Regions from separate parts of the Zea mays genome. Here region 1 is linked to region 2. The links are chromatin contacts, called in public Hi-C maps. All regions are on one chromosome and are shown on one strand. The core of a region is the stretch at or near the end of the contact, and the rest is flanking DNA. Distances in the headings are between cores, read along the strand shown.

Region 1 (3,788 bases), core at 847-3,346, 540 kb before region 2:
ACAACACCATCTAATCATATAGACAACAAATCATCTAGATACATGATTTCTCTTATACCGATCACTAGCGCCCGTATCTGTGGGGGTGCCTTATTGGTGCGTACCGATCACTATAGTCTAAAGTTTTTGCTGGACCAGCGTTTGTCGACTGTTCCTCAGCACCAGTGGATCAACAATCTCTTCGGCTACGACTTCGAGGTGGAGTACAGATCAGAGCGCCTCAATGTCGCGGTGGATTCTCTATCCCGCCGCTATTACGCGGACGACGATGCATCGCGGGCCACAAGCGCAGTATTGGCCATATCTGGGACATCATTTGCCTTCCTAGAGGACGTGTGTAGGGCCACGACAGCTGCAACCGACGCTCAGCAGCTGCTGGGTCGCCTCCGCACCGGTGACCTGGGCGTGCCATGGCACGAGGACGCAGAACTTCTACTACACGGCCGGTGCATCTACGTGCCAGACTCCAGGGACTTGCGCCACCAAGCGCTCTAGCTAGCTCACTCGGCCGGGCATGAGGGCATTTAGAAGACACCGCATCGACTCTGCGCCGACTTCTACATTCCGGGAGATCGGTCCCTGGTCGCGGACTGGGTCCGGTCTTGCGTCACGTGCCAGCGCAACAAGACCATGACTTTACCGCTCGCTGGGCTGCTACAACCCCTCGAGGTGTCGTCCCAGGTGTGGGCCGACATCTCCATGGACTTCATCGAAGGGCTGCCTAAAGTCGGGGGCAAGTCTTTTATCCTCACGATGGTCGATCGCTTCTCCATGTATGTGCATTTCATCTCGCTCGACCACCCATACACGGCATCGTCGGTCGCCTAGGCTTTCTTTGCTGGCATTGTTCGGTTGCACGAGTTCCCCACTTCCATCGTCAGTGACAGGGACCCCGTGTGCATTTCATCTGCAGCTACCGTCCGACTCACGCCTTCACGACATCTTCCATGTGGGCTTGCTGAAGCCCCACCGTGGTGATCCCCCAGCGGTGCCGGGTGCATTGCCACTGGTCCAGGACAGGCGCGTACTTCCGACGCCCGAACGAGCTCTCCACGCACGCAAATGATGCAATGTCTGCCAGGTCCTTATCAAGTGGCACAGACTTGGGGATGAAGATGCAACATTGGAGCTCTTGGAGGATTTCCGATCGACATACCCCGAGTTTCAGCTCAAGGACGAGTTGTTTCAGCAGGCGGGGAGAGATGTTATGACCAACATCCCTTATGTTAGGCGTGGGCCCATCAAGGGCTAGGGGCGCCGACGGGTACCGGGCCCTAGGCCCATAGTTATCTTCAGGATTAGGGTTTTCATAGTCTTTTATAAATACTTGTATGGACCATTAGTTAGAGGGAGCAGAATCAGATTATTCTGGCTTCCCTAATGGAGACAGTAGTTTGTCTCTCATGCTCGCACCAGCCTAGGTCAGCCACGGCGCCCAGCGCCGCAGCCCTCGTCTCCCTCGCGCAACTGTTCATCCTTATAAACTAAGGGAGTGTAATGCCTTAAAAATCCTATTTTTGGAATATGGGAAACTCTCTAAATATTTTGTAACGAAGTACTCTTTTTTTCTGCCTGCCTTGAAGTTATATCTCCTAAAATAAACATCCTTCCCAATAAAGAGTTAATTTAAAGGTACCCATATGAAATTAGTTGTCCCACTATTGAATTAAAAGTATTCTCTAAAAGATTTAAGCTATAAACATATCTTGGTATAGTTATACATTAGAAAATATTTTCCTAAACTAAATATTGCTTTATGTGTTTGTCATTATACCTAGAAGCATATAATGGAAATGATGAAGTAACAAAAAAATAAAATAGGGTGACTTCGCATTACATACATGTTGGAGTTTCTGTGTTGGTGCACTAAACTTAAACTTAAAATAGAAACAAGTTTGAATTTTGTTTGAGTCGGATTATAGTTTAAACTTTAATAGAAATCTGAAAACAAAAATAGAAAAAAGAAAAAAAACAAGAAAGAAAAGCAAAGGGAACGCCGCTCTGGGCCCAATCTTCATCCGGACCACTTCATCCACATCATGCCGCCTATGCCATCCCAGCTCGAGCAGATATACAACGCCGATAGGTGGGGCCGTCCTGCCAGTGAGTCACTGAGTGCCCACTATCACCGACATGCGGGACCTGCTGCCCTCTCGCCTTGTGCTTCTGCCGCGTGGGCCCTTTTTCCACTATTCATCTCCTCGTGCCTAAAAGAATCGAGCTCCCCCGCCGAGATCCTCTCCGCTGGCCGTAACAAACCCACCGTGTTGGCCGTAACAAATCAGCGCCCTGCAACCATCATCTATGGGCTGCGGCGTGAGGAAGCTGGAGGGGCGGGTCACCATCTGGAGCGTTGAAGAATGGAGTAGAGGGAAAGATGGTCCGCCACGTGTGCATCCTGCTGGGTGCACCGCTCGGGGCTTGGCAGACAATCGAGGAAAGCCTCCAGAGTCCATCGAACACGTCGGTGACCTCATATGGTGAGATTGGTGGCTGGGAGCACGGGAATTTCTCGCCGGGGACGTGGGATGCCGTGGATCCGATTTGCGTCATGGATGGGAGTGCCTGCTACATCATCGACGGTAAACAACCCTCTTTGTAGTTTGGCTTCATCTTTGCTATGCGTAGCTCGGGTAAGCGTAGAATCGGGGTCATCGGGGGACTGGGTCCCCTGGCGCCAGAGGGTGCGCCGCCAAGAGGATTGCGCGGGCCACTGCGACGGGAGCTAAGGTGGAAGGCGAGGGGTGGCGTTGATCTGGCAATGGATAGTGGCGATTCGATGCTCGTATCCCTTTGGCCTAATTAAGCCAGTGTCGTCGTGATCGAATCCGAGGGCTCTAGGGATGTTGCGGCGTGGCGCTTCCTTGGCCGTTGATGGGGAATCCTGTGGTGGTGGAAGTATACCGGTTTGGGAAGACTAGGATCTAATCTTATCCGTAGGCATACGATCGAATGGCCTAGGACGGGCTGTGGTTGCCACTGCGCCGTTTTCCGAAAAGACACCCTAGATTTCTTTCAAATAAAACCGCCATCCCCGGGTATTAAAAGAGCAGCGTATTTGGGTCTTGGTTTTATCACATTAGACCCTGGACTTCTCTAGAATTGTGGCCGCAGCCCAGATGGTAAATAAAATAGGTAAATTAATAAAGAAAATGATTTTAGTATAAAAATAAATCCTGAAACCTGTTTAATTTATATTTAATCCATTTTAACTCCAAAATGATCCATTCCAGTTGCATTAAATCCATAGTAATATTGTTTATCCCCTCGAAACTATTTAAGGTATGAAAATTAAATATAAAATGTATAGAAATTTAGATAATTCATATCTCATCCGTTTGAACTCCAAATTGACGCGTTCAAGTTGCATTGGTCTCGTGTTAGTATTACCTACAACATAGTAACATTATTTTATCATGTAACATGTTCTTAAAAATAAATATTTAATTTATCCAACCTAGGGTTATTGGATTAACATGTTAATATAGGATTCTAATTTGGATCTTCTGATGAAATATGATTATGTTGTAACTTATATTAAAAGTTTAGTTAGTTATATCTATTCTCACATAATTGATTTTAATCACCATAATATGTAGTTTATTTAGCAATCACTTAGAACCTGGTAAAACCATAGCTTCTTGACCGTAAATCTGATTTTATTAGTTCTCAAACCCACGGTCTCGTAGCATCATGTAGAATATTATTATGCAGCTTGTGCTTATGCTTGGTGTGATGTTAATTTTGCCTATACCATGTTTGTTTGTCTTGCTACGAATAACAGTGAG
Region 2 (4,081 bases), core at 350-2,849:
AGGTCAGTGGTGCTTATATATGTGGGATTTGATGCTAGGGTGGTCCGATAATTCAATTTTTTTTTATATATCTCAAATGTAAATTGTTAACTTAGAATACAAGTACACAAGCTTGTCTTACAAACATCTCAAATCGACAATTAAATATAAAACTAGTAACTTATTCGCGCCCTGCGCGAGTTTTAGAACGTTGCTTTAGACACATAGAAGAAACATTATATGTGGATCTGTACACATAAAAGTAATATGATTATTTAAACATGCAGTTGTATGTAGTAGGAGAACAGTTCAGTCTACAAATGTATTATAATGTGGAAGTGTCACCTGCTCACCTGAATGTGTCGTGGTGTTTAGAGTCACCGAAAGGCTAAGCCGGCTGGTGTCCTTTCAATGTCAATCATATGGTTGGAAATAAAACTAATGGTGAAGCACCAGAAGGACACAGTAATATTGAGACAGCATCAGTTATCAAAATGGCATCTATAAACAGGAAAGTCCCTTTTAAGTACTTGTTTGAAGTTTTGCTCGGTAAAACTGGGACAAATGAGATTATCTTATAAATAATAGTTCAAAAATAAGTTTGGATTTGATGTGTTAGGGGGTCATCTCTCTTCCTCAAAGATTCTCATAAAGAGCATCACTACTACCCTTTCCGTACAACTTATGTGATGTTATGTATCTACTCAACAACCTAGGTTTTAGAGAGTCAAACTTTTCTAAGAAATTATTTGCAACAAAAAGAAACGAAGCCAATGTACTGTGAAAATAGAAAGGTTGGTACCGGTGCTGCTAGGAGGCTGAATAGCATGGCAATATCAATCACAAAGCTATAAAATAATTATCATGTTCATATCCGTAGGCCACAGGTAATATTCATATGGACTAAGGAAGACCATTCCCATAGTGAAAACACAGGGCTGAAGGTGAAGGAGCTTTAGTTTCAGACCACCAAATGAAAAATTGAACTTTTCGATCCTGCCAGCTTAGTACTCAGAGCAGAGATAAAGACCTAGTGGTCAATCACACCTAAAACTGTAATGTTAGCTATTGTGACATAAAACCAAAAAATGACACTCAATCCGGCCAGTGACAGTGCCCCAACTTGAGCATTACCACCACACTAATCATGACTAATCCAAACGCACAACCATCACCACTGACAGGCAGAGGCAAATGGAGGAGAAAAACGCACCTAGCATCTGCCTGTAGGAGGCCTGCCACCAGTCTTTGGGCGGGGGGTGCCTACGGGGGTGGACGCTATTGCGTCCGTGTCCGTCTTCTCCTCTGCTGCTACCTTTCGGCGGCGCTTGGCCCCACGCCCGCGCACCGGCGGGATAGCGCGACGACGAGGGAAGGGGAGGGAAGAAGCAACGACGAGGGGGGAGGTGGACTGGAGAAGCACGGCGAGGTGGAGAGGGAAAGGGAGGAGCCTCTTTCCTGACCACCAGGCACAGCACAACATGAGTTGGGGAGGATGCAATGGAACAAAGCTGTTGTGGGGCGAGCCTGCTTTCGCCGTGGATGGACGGTGTCGCGCGACCTCCTCCTAGAAATTCGTCTGAACCCTAGCTAGAATGCTCGTGGAAACAAAATAATCATGGTAAGTTTCAGGACAAAAAGAAAAGCTTTCAGCTATCTGACGAGCTCAGTCAGTCTACTGAAATTCAAAATCTTGATGACACATTGGTAACAAAGTTTGTATTGAGAGTTCGTACGTCAATTGGAATTGCAACAGGTGTTTGAAGTTTAGAATAGAATTAAGTTGCTGTGCCTATGTTGTTGGAGAAAAGAAGTCTTTGTTACTAATTTCTAGTGTGCGTAATAACTTGGGGCCTTTCATTATAAAACTCTGGTCGCAAAAATTCTAAGTTTGCAATAAAATATTTGCGAACATTAACCAGATTATAGCACAAATTTATAGCGGCTACCAATTAGTGTCACAAATCAGAGCAACTACACGTAGATAAACCAGACTTTTGTGTGGTCCTTTCGTCCAAAAAATGTCACCAACCATTTTTTTAAAAAAATTGTCTAGATTTATAAAAAATGTTAACGGTTTGTAAGTAAATAAACTAAATTTATTAAAAACATAAGTGGATGAAGACGAGCAGCGCATATAGAGGCCGAAACGACATGGTATCTGTAATACCCAAAAGTGTAAATAATGAAAATAGAGTTGATTTACTTATATGGTTTGCCTCCTTTAGTAGAGCATATGCATAATCATATTTCATCATGCTGGAGTTTGTGTGATTGTGCATTTAAGGGAAATGGTAATAAAAATACATTAGAGAAGAGAAAGAGTTCTAACCCAATTTGCACCTTAGAATTTAGAGAATGAGAAAGAGAAATACTATACAAAATAAAGGAAATGCATATATATATATTAACTATTTATACTAGTAGTGGAATTAGTGTATTTGACCCAAGTAGGAATATCACAACCAATTTGAATTCAAATGTGCAATCTAAGATTTGGAACTAGAAAAGGGAGGAAAGAAATAAGAAAAACAATAAAAAAAGGATTCTCAACTCGAATGGGCCGCAGAACCAATTTGGGCCCAATAATCACGCCAGCACGGACCGGCCTCAGCATTTTTGCTCCCCGCGCGCGTCCACCTGGGTCCGGTCAATTAGCTTCGGGGCCCACCTTTCAATCTCACGACACTGCACACTTGCTCTCGCTGACGTGTGTCACACCCGGTTCTGAGGGCAAAATCGAATGCATAACATATATCTGCTAAGATCTATTTTCCACACATATTTTGACGTCATAAGTGTAATATATCAAAAGACAATGCAATAAAGGCGTAAAGAGAGTAGAATAGTCTTTATTACAACATCCAGATAATAGTATCTTAAAATGTATCATCAAAGTAAAGCGGAAATAACATGGGTAATCTCCCACAGGAAGATGACCGGCACATCGTTAGACTCAGTATTCATCGAAATCTCCATCAATGTCTTCTTCATCACCCACTGATCAAAATATTAGCAAGGGTGAGCTCACTTATGTTCGGGGCTCAGCAAGTGGGGGAAAAACTAATGCAAGTTTAACAAGGTAAGGCTAAGGTTGAGCAGTAAGCATTTTAGTTGGTCAATATTTTATTAGCAACACCTGTCTTACTAATAAGTGTGTATCCCAAGTATCCCAATTAAACAAAGGTATAGGGTATATCAAAAACACTTAAGTGAAACCACTTAAGCAAACTGTCGGCGTTTCGACCCCGGGGGGTCCCTGGACCGACGAGTAAATTGTCGCCGCGTGTCCCAGCCCAGATGGGTCGGCGCGAGACGGAGCACGAAGGGGGGAAGAGACAGGCAAAGGGGAATCCCGCGGCCTCCGTGTTGCCCTGCGCCCAGGTCGGGTGCGCTTGCAGTAGGGGGGTTACAAGCGTCCGCGTGGGAGAGAGAGAGACTGTCCGCCAGCCCGTTCTCCCGCGCGGCCAACCATCTTGTACGAGAGCCATGGACCTTCCTTTTATAGGTGTAAGGAGAGGGCCCAGGTGTACAATGGGGGGTGTAGCAGTGTGCTAACGTGTCTAGCAGAGAGGAGCTAGAGCCCTAAGTACATGCCGTCGTGGCAGCCGGAGAGGTTTTGGCGCCCTGTTCATGTGATGTCGTGGTCGTCGGAGGAGTGCTTGAGCCTTGCGGAAGTACAGCTGTCGGGGTTGTCGGATCCTTGTTGACGTCTCCTTGCTTCCGTAAGGGGATGAGAGCCGTCGTCGTCATGGAGCACGCGGGGTGCCATCATTACTTGTTTACCGGGGCGAGCCAGATGAGACGCCGGTCTTGTTCCCCGTAGCCTGAGCTAGCTAGGGGTAGGGTAATGATGGCCTTCCCTGTGACGTGGCGGGTCTGAGCCCGAGGTCAGGCGAGGCGGAGTTCGCCTTCCAAGGTCGAGGCTGAGTCCGAGCCCTAGGGTCGGGCGAGGCAGAGTTCGTCTTCCGAGGCCGAGGCTGAGTCTGAGCCCTGGGGTCGGGCGAGGCGGAGTTCGTCTTCTGAGGCCGAGGCTGAGTCCGAGCCCTGGGGTTGGGCGAGGCGGAGTCCGTCTTCCGGGGTCGAGGCTGAGTCCGAGCCC

What was found. Hi-C and Micro-C count contacts between places; a contact is called where the count stands out from the background.
Region 1: a contact with region 2 is called in a Hi-C map of ear, with 2.1 times the contacts expected there. The contact joins the enhancer-like site here to the promoter of LOC100285807 in region 2. A contact is called at or near these places in 2 of 25 Hi-C or Micro-C datasets (ear and tassel).

Annotation. Positions count from the first base shown.
Region 1 is chr2:120,617,154-120,620,941 of Zm-B73-REFERENCE-NAM-5.0, reverse strand. No RefSeq gene overlaps it. Among protein-coding and RNA genes, the nearest start is that of LOC103646909, 62 kb to the left of the region's middle. Within about 2 kb of position 2,096, at least 17 of the 20 cell types and tissues checked have an H3K27ac peak or open chromatin away from gene starts, as enhancers often do. A contact at or near this core is called in ear and tassel, where this site is marked.
Region 2 is chr2:120,077,146-120,081,226 of Zm-B73-REFERENCE-NAM-5.0, reverse strand. LOC100285807 (beta-expansin 1a) reads right to left here and starts at 1,599. Exons shown (of 6, transcript NM_001413991.1): 1 at 1,193-1,599; 2 at 333-417.